Regions from separate parts of the Sus scrofa genome. Here region 1 is linked to region 2. A link is a contact called in public promoter capture Hi-C data. All regions are on one chromosome and are shown on one strand. Each heading gives the region's core, a stretch centred on a gene start, on an enhancer-like site or on the middle of the called end of the contact. The rest is flanking DNA. Distances are from core to core; before and after follow the strand shown. Region 1 holds the start of ZBTB7B (zinc finger and BTB domain-containing protein 7B). Region 2 holds the start of EFNA1 (ephrin A1).

Evidence for each region. Promoter capture Hi-C pulls out the DNA fragments that hold promoters and counts their contacts.
Region 1: a contact with region 2 is called in a promoter capture Hi-C map of liver, with 4 times the contacts expected there. The contact joins the promoter of ZBTB7B here to the promoter of EFNA1 in region 2. A contact is called at or near these places in 1 of 5 promoter capture datasets (liver), 3 of 47 Hi-C or Micro-C datasets (epiblast stem cells and liver) and 1 of 2 datasets of contacts at active chromatin or transcription factors (alveolar macrophages).

The regions. Positions count from the first base shown.
Region 1 is chr4:94,795,382-94,799,068 of Sscrofa11.1, reverse strand. It overlaps ZBTB7B (zinc finger and BTB domain-containing protein 7B), which reads left to right and starts at 2,347. Exons shown (of 4, transcript XM_021089747.1): 1 at 2,347-2,464; 2 at 2,621-2,721.
Region 2 is chr4:94,670,990-94,675,004 of Sscrofa11.1, reverse strand. EFNA1 (ephrin A1) reads left to right here and starts at 1,563. Exons shown (of 5, transcript NM_001123110.1): 1 at 1,563-1,654. The coding sequence starts at 1,563. LOC106510138 (a long non-coding RNA gene) reads left to right here. Exons shown (of 3, transcript XR_001308360.2): 3 at 1,021-1,106. LOC102158536 (a long non-coding RNA gene) reads right to left here and starts at 1,029. Exons shown (of 3, transcript XR_002343426.1): 1 at 426-1,029.

The sequences.
Region 1 (3,687 bases), core at 1,098-3,597, 120 kb before region 2:
GCGGCAGGCCCCAGGGGCCCAGCCGGGGTTTCGTGGGAGGGGGCGGGGCCCCCAGTCAGCGTTTCTTGGCCGCGGCTCTCTCGGTGGTTTGGCGCGGTAAGGGCCCTGAGTTGGGGGAGTAGGCGGGAATTTCAAGTCGGGGTTCCCCTCTCTGACTTCTGAGTGAGAAAGGGGGGGGTGAACAGAAGAGAAACGTGAGAGGGGGTCACTGAAGAACTAACAGAAGATTCCAAGACTGTCGAGACTCAAGCGGGGAACAGCATTCCAGGCGCCTAAATATCCAAGCTGGGTCCAACAAGACGCCTGGTGGGACCCCCTGAGATGGGGGACTGGGCCCCTTCGCTTCTCTATAATAAGGGCTGATACCAAGGCGCCCTCCTTTCTATTCCCTCTGGCGGCCCTGGTTCTGCCCTCTCTGAGCCATTTTCCCGCCCCCCATTTCCTCGGGCCATGCCCTCTCAACCCTGAAGCAGCTCCTGTCCTTTTCACTTGTGCTTCTGGCACAGCCGTCTTTCCCCTGGCACGGCCCTTCCCCACGCTAGCGCGACCCCGACGGCTGGAGAAGGGAGGGAAAAACCCTGGCCTGGACACCATCGGCTCCCAGCCCTCAAGAACCGGTATCTGTCCGGCGGGGCGAGAAGAAAACCCGGAGCAGTGACCAGCCTCGGGACCCAAGGGGGACAGGGACGATAGGAAAACCTGGAGCGGATCACCCGAGTGAGAGCGCCCCATGCCTGCTGCTGCTACCCCTCCTTCCTAGAGCCCCCCTAATTCTCCAGTGAGATAATGTCTGGGGTGGGGGGCTGTTTGGTTTGGCCTGGGCCCTCAGGGGCGCCTCACACTTTCCGCCCCTGGCTGGGGAGCAGGGCAGCGGCCCCGAGGCTGAGTCACGGCCGGAGGGAGAGGGAGGGAGGGAAAGGGACTCCGCCCCTCCCCCCCCCCCCCCGAGCGGGGATCCCGGGTCAGCCCGGGTGAGGGCCAGGGCCCCCCTGGCGCCGCCCATTGTGGTCCAACAGGTTGAGCTGGTGTCCCGCGGAGCCACCTGCTGGAAAGGGAGGGAGGCCCCCTGCGGAGGGGGCTGGGGTTGGAGAAAGCAAGTCCGACCCGGTTCGGCCCGGCCGGCCGCGGGGAGCGGAACCTGGCCCGCGGTAGCCGGATTTGAATCCGTTTTACACTAGTGGGAGGGGCTCTTTGGGGTACGTAGCGCCGCAGGCCCAGTTGGAAGCGTCCCACACGCGCTACCTTCCTCAGTTGGGGGCACTGAAGTACATATCCTGGTCCCCCCGCAAACCCATTCTAAAAGACTCAGCCCCCCCCCCCTGCCACTTGGATCTCGGAGCGAATTCAAGTCCAGAGGTCCCTCCTTCACGGAGACTCAGTTTCTCCACTTAGGGGACGACGGATGGAGGCGGGGAGCAGGAGTGTGTGCTTGCCTCCCCCTCCCCCTTCGTGGACTTGGCCCCTCCCCTCTGACAATGCCAAGGCCGCAGCGGGCACCGGCTGGAGCTCAGAGGCTGCTTGCCCAGGGCGCCGTTCCCTCCCTGCGGGGCGCTGTCACGCGTGGGGAGGGACGCAGGGTGCCTGCAGCCTCAACTCCCCCGCTCCCTCTAAGGGGCGGGGGGCTGGGGCGTAGGAGCTGGAGTTGATGGCCGGGTGGTTCCCCTCCCCCTACCTCCTGGGGCCCTGACCTGATTCTAGCCCCTCACGGGACCCCCTCCTTCAATCCCCTAAATCCCCGCCTCGCCCCCACCTAGGCTATCTTTAACCTCCTCATACCCTTCCCTCCTGAGGCGCTGACCCTACAGAAGCCCCTCTGGGAGGAGTGGGAGCCCTTGATGGGGGTGCTCGGTTCCCTGGCCGCTGCGGACACTGCCCCCTCCTCTTCCCCTCCTCCAGGTTTCGGGCCAGTCCCTCGGCTCCGCCCCCTCCCTGGAAGAACGCAAGGCGGGACCCACTTGAGATGGGCAGGTGTTCAGGCCAATGGGTGGACAGGGCGGTGGAGTGCAGGGGGCAGGGCGGAGCTGCGGCGGAGGGCTGGAAGGGGGTCGAGGGCGGAGCTAGAGTTAAGGTGGACTGGGAGAGATAGGAGCAAGAGGAGAGGGAGAGGGAGAGGGAGGGGGGGAGAAGGACCGCGGCAGGTGAAGGGAGAAAGAGAGAAGGAAGGAAGGAGGGAAAAGAGGAGGGTGGGAAAGGCTCGGAGAGCAAAGTAAGAGCTTGGAAGAAGAGAGCGAAAAAGGAGGGAGGGATCCATTTGCGCCCTGCAGAGACTGGCTGGACCAAGGGGTTGAAGTTTATGTCCTTATTGGGCGGAGGGAGGGGGCCTGGGGGGGCGGGTGAAAAACCAGGAAGTGACAGAGGGTGTTGCTAAGGGTGGGGGGGAGTTTGGGGGGTGGCAGGGGGCGGGGGGAGGGAGGGGAGGGATGGGGGGAAAGCAAGCAGGAGGACAGGTGAGACAGCAGGACAGGTGAGGCGGGCCCTGAGGGGGGGGCGGGTGGGAGCCAGGTGAATGTACGGTTCTCAGCGGCCGAGGGGGGGCGGGCGGCAGGAGGAGGCAGAGGGCTGCGGAGGAGGAGCCCCCCAGCAGAGAGCGGCGAGCCACTGACCGCGGCCTTCTGACCAGGACCGGAGCAGGGCCCCAAGCCCCCGGGCCTGGCCGGGGACGCGTTTCTCCCCACACCCTGAGCCTCAGCAGCTCCAGCCAGCGGACCCAAAGGCGGAGAGGTGAGTGTACCCCATTTTTGTCTCCTGCCTCAGGGTCCCCTAGGCTTGAGACTACTGCAGTGTCCTTCGTCCGTCCTGAAAGTGGGACCCCCCCCACACACGCATGCAGACCAGATTCCCACCACTCCCCTTCCCGGTGCCTTCCCAATACTCCGGGTCTTTGGAATTGATTTTAACTGGGAGGAAAGGTAGAGATGGAACTACGGCTGCCCCCCCCAACCCAAGGCCGAGGGTCCCGCAGAAACTTTCTCTGCACTTCTGGAATCAGACAGACTGGCGGCTCCGGGATGGAGAGAGGGTGAGGCGGCGCTGAGCGCTCCCCCAGTCTCCTTCGTGACTTTAGGGGGAGACCCCCGACCCGACCGAGTTGAGGGAATGGAAATGCTGACGGACTCTAACTAGGACAACGCTCCCCCCCACCCCCACCGCGCCCCCTGGCGCGGTGGGTTGGACCCGGGCCAGTTGCATGGGGGGTGGGGGGAGCACTGGAGGAGCCGCGGCTTGGGGGAAAGTTACCGGCTGGACTATTCGGTTTCTTGCGCTTCCAGAGCTGCGCTCTCTTGCCGACAGTGGGGCTCAGCGACAACCTCCGAATGACTTAGAAAGACCCCTCTCTTTGCCGCCCCTCTATCTCACTCTCTTCGTTCAGGCTCCAGTACCGCCGCCACCTTTTCAAAGCCAGCTCCTGCCCCTAGAACCTAGGAGCCAGGGTGGGCGACTGGGAAGAATTCTCCCTACCACCCGTCTCCCCCACCGGCGCCGGCGCACCTGCCCCTACCCCGGGTGGGGGTCTCTACTGTGTTGTTGTAGAACCTAGTCTGAGCGCCGCTGGCAGAGGGCTGCCATTCAAAGGGGTGGGGGGCGCTGCTTTCAATTTCCAGCTTTCTCTCTCCCCTCCCACCCCACACCAAGTAAGAGAGCGACGTGTCCCGGCCAGAGCGAAGGGGGGGCCTGGGTGTGGGGGGG
Region 2 (4,015 bases), core at 314-2,813:
CAGCCCCACAATCACACACATGAACCACCAAACGCACGCAGGCACACAACAGTCGGCCCTCCAGCTCCACACACACACACACACACACACACACACACACGAGCCTAATCAAACACCTGCCCGCCCTCTCCACTCTGAGAGCTGGGAGGCAGACACCCACCCGCCAGCCCTGCTCCAGACGGCAGCAGATCCCGGCGGGGAGAGGAGCCCCGAGAGGCGAATTCCAGAGGGTTTGTTTACACGGCGCGGGGGAGGGGGCGAGCTGGGTACCGGGGCCTGACTGACTGGGAGACCCAGACGCCCAGCCTGGGACGCTGCACAACAACACCCATTGCCTGTCCCCAGCCCCCGGCCCCCAGATACAGCTCGCCTGTGCACGCTTCCCCTCCCCTTCACGCGCTGTTCACAAACATTAGCATACGTACGTCAAAGTTTCACACGCTTCCCCACACGCCGCTGTGATACTACTCACAAATGCTTTCACACTTGCGCGCCATCACACGTATTTACACATGCCAGATGCACATGTGTAGTTACAGTTTGTCACTCTTCAGGCCCAGATTCTCACAGTCCATATTTCAAAGCCTGTTCGCAGGGGTACACAACGTGTGTTGGCATACACACACACACACACACACACAGATCATTAGTGCTCTTTGGCCCTTTAGAAACAAGAGCGAACCCTCTCGCAGGCCCAGGATCCCGAATGTCCCTCCCTCTCACAGGCACTGATGGACAGAGGCGCCCTTAGCCCTGGCCGCACATGTTACACACACTTGATCACACACAGGGTCGCACTTTATTCCCGGCATCTAGGCGATGACACAATCTCCCGAACAAAGACAACATTGACAAACCCAACAAAAACAAACAGCCGCGTGTGTGGGGAGGGGCAGCCGATCGCAGAGTCCGGGAAGGGGGTTGGGGTAGGAGAAGAGTGTGGGAACGCGGGCGCCCGAGCTTGGGTGTGCAAGGCTCAGGAAAGATGCGGGACCTATCAACCGCCTCGCACCCCGCAAGATCCGCACGCAGCGCCGCCGGGGAGGTCCGGCCCCCGCGTGCTCCAAGACCCACATGTGGAGTCCGCTCCCTTCTCCCGCACGCGACTGCGCCCGGGACACTGACCCACCAACCCGCACAGGCCCACAAAGCTGCACAGGGACCCACGAGTGAGCAAACACACAGCGCTGAGTAGATTTGTCGGGCCGAGGTGCGCGCTCCCCTCGGCTTCCCCCCGCCCTCCCCTCCTCCACCTCCCCCCTGCCCTCCCCTCCTCCACCTCCCCCCTGCCCTCCCCTCCTCCACCTCCCCCCTGCCCTCCCCTCCTCCACCTCCCCAGCCCCCAGGCCCCAGGGCGGCCGCACGCCGGGCGGGGCGGGGCGGGGCGGGGCGGGGCGGGGGCGGGGCGGGGTGTCGGGCGGCGCCGGCCCAAAAGGCGGAGTCGCGAGGCGTAGGGGCCAGAGCTGTGAGCACGGTGCTGAGTGAGCCGCCTCGAAAGCCAGCGGGAACCTAGACCCCGAGGAGCCCCCTCGTCCCCGGCCGGCCTGGCCAGGCCCCGCGCTATGGAGTTCCTCTGGGCCCCTCTCTTGGGTCTGTGCTGCAGTCTGGCCGCTGCTGACCGCCACACCGTCTTCTGGAACAGTTCAAACCCCAAGTAAGCCCGAGTCTCCGGCCGACAGCCTGGGCGCCCGGTTGGCACTGCTCCCCGTGTCCAGGTTAACTGTCCCAGCCACCCCCTAACCTGAGTCTTTGGGGGGGGCGGTGACCGGCGGCGGGAGGGATCCCGTGGATTTCCTTCTCCCCCGTAACTGGCAGTACCCCACCCCCAGGCGGGACCCTGCCCGCGTCGGCTTGCACAGGCACGGTTTCTGCGCTTCTTTCCTTCCCTCTGGCACCCCTGTTACTCCGAAGTGAGGGACCCACGCTGAGCAGTTCCTGCCTCCAGCAGGGGCCACTCTCCCTGGCCGCCAGAGCTCTTGTTCTAGGCCCTTCCACGGTGAAAGCCCCTGTGCCTCTCCTTGGGTGTCACTTGGCCATCTGCCTACACTGACAGGTCTCGACATTAGGAGTAGGCAGAATGCTCACTGTAATCCTGCGAGGACCCTTCAGCAGGGACCTGGGTGCAGGTATTAAGTGTTCATTCTGTATTTAAAGTGTCCCTGGAAAGACCCCACCACCAGCACCACCAAGGGCCCTTTGGGTGGCACAAGTGAGGTACATGCTCTGTGTGCGTAGGCTTTGGGGAGTCACCTGCTTCTGAGATTCAGGTAGTAAAACTGGAGAGAATAGGGGAGCGAGGTCATGGGAAAGGTTCCAAAGGCCGGGAAGGGGGTTAAAGGGTTACGAAGGGCTTTGGGCAGGAAGGAGTTAATTTCTCCTGGGCAGGTTTAGGGCTGTGAGGCAAATGGTACTGGGAGGAAGAAGCTCCATCGGACCCTTTGTTCTTTGTTCTTGAGTTTTCTGAAGTTATGGGAACAATATTTGCGGGGAAAACAGGCCAGCGGGAACCTAGACCCCGAGGAGCCCCCTCGTCCCCGGCCGGCCTGGCCAGGCCCCGCGCTATGGAGTTCCTCTGGGCCCCTCTCTTGGGTCTGTGCTGCAGTCTGGCCGCTGCTGACCGCCACACCGTCTTTTGGAACAGTTCAAACCCCAAGTAAGCCCGAGTCTCCGGCCGACAGCCTGGGCGCCCGGTTGGCACTGCTCCCCGTGTCCAGGTTAACTGTCCCAGCCACCCCCTAACCTGAGTCTTTGGGGGGGGCGGTGACCGGCGGCGGGAGGGATCCCGTGGATTTCCTTCTCCCCCGTAACTGGCAGTACCCCACCCCCAGGCGGGACCCTGCCCGCGTCGGCTTGCACAGGCACGGTTTCTGCGCTTCTTTCCTTCCCTCTGGCACCCCTGTTACTCCGAAGTGAGGGACCCACGCTGAGCAGTTCCTGCCTCCAGCAGGGGCCACTCTCCCTGGCCGCCAGAGCTCTTGTTCTAGGCCCTTCCACGGTGAAAGCCCCTGTGCCTCTCCTTGGGTGTCACTTGGCCATCTGCCTACACTGACAGGTCTCGACATTAGGAGTAGGCAGAATGCTCACTGTAATCCTGCGAGGACCCTTCAGCAGGGACCTGGGTGCAGGTATTAAGTGTTCATTCTGTATTTAAAGTGTCCCTGGAAAGACCCCACCACCAGCACCACCAAGGGCCCTTTGGGTGGCACAAGTGAGGTACATGCTCTGTGTGCGTAGGCTTTGGGGAGTCACCTGCTTCTGAGATTCAGGTAGTAAAACTGGAGAGAATAGGGGAGCGAGGTCATGGGAAAGGTTCCAAAGGCCGGGAAGGGGGTTAAAGGGTTACGAAGGGCTTTGGGCAGGAAGGAGTTAATTTCTCCTGGGCAGGTTTAGGGCTGTGAGGCAAATGGTACTGGGAGGAAGAAGCTCCATCGGACCCTTTGTTCTTTGTTCTTGAGTTTTCTGAAGTTATGGGAACAATATTTGCGGGGAAAACAGGAGCAGGGGGCAGGGTGGAGGAGGGAGAGGAGGGCTGGGCACCTGGGGTCCCAGGAAAACCTCTGCACTCCGCCTGGCCACCCCCCAGCCCTGGCAGGCCCCCACTCCCCTTGAGAAATAGATCGTGCCAGTTTCCTGTGACCCTGGGGCAGCATTGCCTGGTCAGGGGTCTGTCATCCATGGTTTGTTGTTCAGGGAGGGAACAGCCAGCTGCCCACCCCAGAGGCCAAAGCTCTTTGGCCCATCGGGCCACCCGACAGGGCAGTGCCATCAGCCCCCCCCCCACTTTTTCTGTCTATTCTTTGCTTCTTTGACCCAATCTTGTCCTGGAGGGAGAGACCAAAGTCCCTGTTTATGCCCATGCCAGGTGTTGGCTGAAGGAGGAGGAGGGGACAGGAAGCCGTGAGTAGGGAGGGGGGGACTCTGGCCTTTTCCGTTCCCAAGCTCCCAGGTTTCCTCTCTTTCAGGAAAGAGCCTCTTCCTTGGAGGCCCAGCCCCCCTCCTCATTCCAAGGGCCGTT